Linked DNA regions of Zea mays: region 1 is linked to region 2. A link is a contact called in public Hi-C data. All regions are on one chromosome and are shown on one strand. The core of a region is the stretch at or near the end of the contact, and the rest is flanking DNA. Distances in the headings are between cores, read along the strand shown. Region 1 holds the start of LOC100275828. Region 2 holds the start of LOC100284730.

Evidence for each region. A called contact is a pair of places that touch in the nucleus more often than the background predicts.
Region 1: a contact with region 2 is called in a Hi-C map of endosperm, with 2.0 times the contacts expected there. The contact joins the promoter of LOC100275828 here to the promoter of LOC100284730 in region 2. A contact is called at or near these places in 2 of 25 Hi-C or Micro-C datasets (endosperm and tassel).

The regions. Positions count from the first base shown.
Region 1 is chr9:160,762,566-160,765,265 of Zm-B73-REFERENCE-NAM-5.0, forward strand. It overlaps LOC100275828, which reads right to left and starts at 1,393. Exons shown (of 1, transcript NM_001149820.2): 1 at 619-1,393. The coding sequence starts at 1,251. The coding sequence ends at 736.
Region 2 is chr9:160,479,846-160,482,545 of Zm-B73-REFERENCE-NAM-5.0, forward strand. It overlaps LOC100284730, which reads right to left and starts at 1,283. Exons shown (of 8, transcript NM_001157625.1): 1 at 974-1,283; 2 at 690-874; 3 at 394-514. The coding sequence starts at 982.

The DNA of each region.
Region 1 (2,700 bases), core at 143-2,642, 280 kb after region 2:
CCCTTTTTAAATTGTAGTCACTAAAATTTATGAGGTGGGAACTAAACCCCTCCTAAATCTTCTAAATCTGCTCTATGACTATGAAGATGTCCACATCACAAATTTGACAATATATAATCGTTTGTCACTGTGAACGCACCTGCTCTATCAACATCCTCGAAGAGTGAATCGGTAAATACACAAGACGGAACTGACAACGTTAATGTCGACGAGAACATCCAAATCATGAAACTGTTTAGCTCCTGGAACATTGAAGCCGCCACCGGGGACCTCACGTCACATCATATCCCACGCTGCACCAAACGACGAGATGTAAAAAGGACGGCTGGCGCACACGAGAGACGGCATGGATCTGGAGACCGCCTGCCTGTGCAGGCTAGCTTTAGCTTGTGGACAATCACGGCATGGCATGGGGATCTGAGCCTGCCTTTTTCCCATCTCCGATCTCTGACGAAACCGCATTATGCCGTCACGCCGCCAGCCACCAACCCCGCCGCCGCCGCCGGTGGGAGCAGAGCAGAGGAGAAAAATATTGGCGGTTGGGTTGGTGCTGCATTCAGGTGGAAAAAAAGTCGGAGGCTTTGTGCACAGGCGGAGAAGAAGAGCAGACCCATCGGATGATTGAACGTATTGAGTTCAGTTCTTCATGTGTAACTTGTAAGGGACGCTAGAACGACACACAGACACACAACAATGTATCGATCGGCGTCTTGTGCCATGGCTGCCTGCGGACGTTCACAGGTCCAAGAACCCGGTCTGCCGGAGCACGGCGTTGCGGACGCTGCGGAGGTCGCGGCCCTTGAGCGTGCGCCCGGCGCCCTCCAGCACGGACGACGACCGCGCGTGGCGCCGCGCCGCGACCACGTGCGGCGGCACCACCTCCTCGCCGTCCTCCTCGTCCTCGTCGGCCCTCCTGCCGCCTGGCCACGGCGCCGGCACGCGCACCGGCGCCGACTGCCTCGGCGCGGCGCTCGGCGCCATCGCCATCGCCCTCCCCGGCACGGGCACGGGCACCCCACCGCCGCAGTCTTCGGCGAGCAGCGACGACAGCCCGAAGCTGTACAGCGGCATGGCGTGCGCGCGACGCCGCCTCGCCGGCGGGGCGGCCCAACCGTCCTGCTGCCCCCCGCCCGTCGGCCACAACACGTCGCGCTCGTCGAGCTCGAATGGGGCGGCGGCGTCGGACTCCGGCTGCTTCAGCAGGCCCAGGAAGCGGAGCGACCCCGCGCCCGGCGCCCTCGGCATCGCCATTGGGTGGAGTGGAGGCAGGCAAGAGCTCGGTGTGCCTTCCGCTGATCTGATCAGGCCGGCGGGGCCAGCCCTCTCTTTTCCACTCTCACGGGCGCGCTCGTGCTCTACAGGCTCAGCTGCGGTGCGCCCACCAAGTGGTTGTGTTGGTTTTGGTTTTTGCTTTCCATATATATATAGCATAGTGGCTGGTGGGGCTGCTGCTGGTAGAGGACAGAGGAAGGAGACTGTGAAGTGAGTGGGCAAAGGAGCACGATGACGTGTCATCTGTCATCCCGTGGGTCCCGCTCGACGAAAGGGTCCAAACTCCAAAGAATCTCCCTAATCTCTCCGTTTTTTTTAAAAAAAAAATACACCATTTTTAATTTGATCAGATTAGATATAAAAAGATTTCGATATTTATTATTATAATTAATATTATTAGACAATGTTTAAATCTAATTTGATAACAAGGTTATTTAGAAATACAAATGATGTTAGCGTTTTAAAATAAATCTAAAAGAAAGTTTGATCGATATAGAATATTGATGTATAGTTATTGTGGGACCGAGGGAGCAGCTGCAGCAAGATTCCCGTACTAATTTTCTGTAGCCCATCATCTAATCAATCAGAGATAAGAATCTTCCCCGTGCCCATAGGACTCAGGACGGCCAGCTTGCAACGCACGTAATCCGTCCTCCGTTCAAAAAAAGAGAGAGAGAGAGAGAATATTAAAATTCAAGCGTCCAATCCATATAAACACTCGTTTTTTTATAGGACGGGGTGACGACGGTGTAGGAGTAGAAATTTAATTTACAGAAATCACACATACATTACATCTGTTCAGTTTTAGGAAAAGCAAATGTATATAAATGGGAAAAAAGAGAAGATTCTGCTATCTCAAAACAAAATGAGGCCTCTTCCGTTTGTTACATCTGGTCGTTTGTTAGTGATGACGAAGCTGCTTTTGTCTCGCGTGATAATTATTTTGCATTAGAAACTTTGAAGACCCGTTAGAAAGAAGTAGGAAAAAAAAGGTTCGAGGGCTTAGAAAAACATCATCGTACGTGTTGAATGGACTAGCATGACCAGATCCATCGAACAAGTGGAAAATATAGATTTTTCGTATGAGAATCGGGATCCCTAAAACCAACCGGATCCTCAGTTGGACGATGCCGGCTGGTGTGCTCCATGCCTCTTGTGTCGTCTGGCTGGAATGATTGGTGGTCGGAGTGTGTGGTGAAATGGGGCGGCGGGTCCCTAGAGATCCTCCGATTTCGCCCCTTCTTAGCTCATCTGTTGTCCCTTGCCTCGTTTTTATCGTGACACCGATCCATCCGATAAACTAGATCTCGCTCGTCACAACCATATGATCTGTCTCCAACGACCACGTCAGGTTTCGCGAACCATTAAGCCATGGCTCTCATGTGTTTTTTTTTTTTGCCTCCATAAATTTTCATCATGTGTCTGTCA
Region 2 (2,700 bases), core at 33-2,532:
CACTTTTCTCCAAACATATAAAAACACAGTAACGGTCGACGAGAGAAGACAACAGCCAAATATGTCATATATCGAGCTCAACTGATGATGTGGGACTCATCTCTATGTAAATTCTAGCACATCAGATGGGAACAAAAAGGATTTTACATGCAACAGGAAGACACTAGATGGGCCTCTACTCTACAACATTGAGCTGTTGTTTACTTAGATTAGTTTTCAGTTCCACATTGCAGTTATTCCGTTGCAAGTTCGATTCCGAGAATATCATAACAAAGTTGTGTTAGCACACCAACAAATGCATGAGTCATGGCTCGAGTTTATCTATATGCGGAGCAGGACAGAAGCAAGGCGCAGACTAGCAGTCACAAACTAACATATCATGTGCTTCTTCACCTTAATCAAAGTGGGATTCTTAGCAAACTCCGGGCAAGAGTCCATGAACTTCTTGAGGTCCAGATCCAGGTACTCGAAGACGAGGTATATCCGCTTCTCGCTGTGGACAACATCATGTAACCTGCACTTAGGAGAGTATAAAGCTTGTCAGCGTACCAACACTACAGGGCATCGCAGCATCAAAATTGCGTCTGACTTTTACTTGATTGCATACATACGCACCATCATTTCCATCGAGCAAACGAATCCCATCCTAAAACGACACCTACCCGCTGTTGCATAAAACCAAAGCGGACCTGACGATGTTGCCGTGGTTCATCTCCTTGAGGAGAGAGATCTCGCGGATGGCGGTGGACGGGACGCCCTCGTCCTCCTGCTCGAGGCGGATCTTCTTGAGCGCGATCGTCTCGTTGGTGGCCTTGTCCAGCGCCTTGTACACCACCCCGTACGTGCCCTCCCCGATCTTCTCCACCTTCTCGTACTGCAGCAGCACGCACGCAGGCGGACAGACGAGCACGCTCAATCGGACAGACCGAATCAAAAAACCTCGAGCCCGAATCGGGCCAGATCGCTCGCTTACCTGCTCCATTGCGTCCCTCCTCGGCACCCAATGCGGCGGCGGGTGCGGAACGAACCAGCTGGCGAGGAAGAGAGAGAGAGGGGGGGATTGGGAGGGGATTAGGAGGAGAGGGAGAGGATGTGGGGAAAGGCAGCGGCGGGCGAAGCTGCAGTCGCCATTTGGGATGGACGCGCTCTCCGGCGGGGATCGGTGTCCTCCACTCCTCGCCCCACGCCGCTGCCTCGCTCGCTTCTATTGCTTCCTGCTGCCCTGGGGGGCTTTGGCTTTTCCCTCGCTGCTGCCGAACCCAACCCTCGTTGCTCACTCCATTGACTAGGTGGGATCCGAGTCTACGCGGAAGGTGGACAGCTGTGCTACATAGCTTCACCTTGTGCCAATTTACTGGACCCGCCTCACGTAGTGCTGGACGAAATGCTCGTGGCTGGCTCGTTTGGTTTATGGTCGGTTCAGCTTGGATTGGCTCGTTTGAATTTTTTCACGAGCTGAGCTGATATCCTATCTCGGTTCGTTAACGAGCCAGCTCGCGAGCTAAACGAGCTACCATATTCCAGTAAAACGAAACTATATACATATCATTTACAGAATAATTGATGAACATTATATATGTGAGGTGTATATGGCATATGAATTAAACTAATGATTAATAAACTATGTCTATGTGTGTAATTTGGTGTATGCAAATATAATTATGGGTTAAACTGATGAACATGTATGTGAATTGTGAATTAATGAGTGATGAATTGTGCTAATTTGGTGTTATATTTATGTGGTTTGTGAAACTATAAGTATAATTACTATTTTCTATTGTTAAATTAGTTTGAAATTAACTAAAAATAATTATTATGTACATTTTATTTTTTTCTACTCTAGCTCGCGAGCTAAACGAGCCGAGCCGAGCTGACTCTGTGACTTGTTACCTTAACGAGCCGAGCCGAGCCGAGCTGGCTCGTTATCCACCCATACTCACATGTCTCCTGTCTCGGTGTCATGCCCTGTTGGACTCATGCTCAGCATGCTCTTAGTTACTGCCCTATAGATCCCTAGCGCCTGCGCAGTCGTTATCAAACCACACATACCTTAGTGTTTAAAAATAAACAATAATTATATAAAAAATTAGTACAAAGCGAGCATTTAAACACACGTTCTCTACTCTATAAATTTAGAGCTAACCAACAGACTACACATACTTTAGCGTTTAGAAATAAACAATAATTATATTTAATAAATATCTTAATACCTATTTATATATTATATTTAGTGTCCGTAAATACAGACAACTGGCTAGTATAGAATAGATGATGAGACATCTGGCTAGTATATAATAGATGATGAAATGGATGAGCCGTGACCGTGAGTGACGACTGATGAAGTGACGTGATCGGGGTGATTAGTAAAAAGCTTTATACAGAAAGAGAAAAATACGACTTAGGCGACGACACCGAGGACCGATCGGGCGCACGGAGCGTTGAGCCGCCGCTTTCGATGCATGCCAATGCCATGCCACTCACGAATCACGATGTCGCTCGCCTTGTCCCGATGCCTGCTGCGCGCGCGGGCGGGGCGCCAGGCGACAAGGAACCGGGCCCGGGGAGACGAATAATGCGTCCCGTTTAAACCGGTCGATTTATTGAAATCGCTGGTTTGCGGTTTCAGTTAACTACCATTTTTTTTTCAAATTTCGTTTTAAATTTAAAATTTTTTTTAAAAAATCATTAAAAACGCAGGTA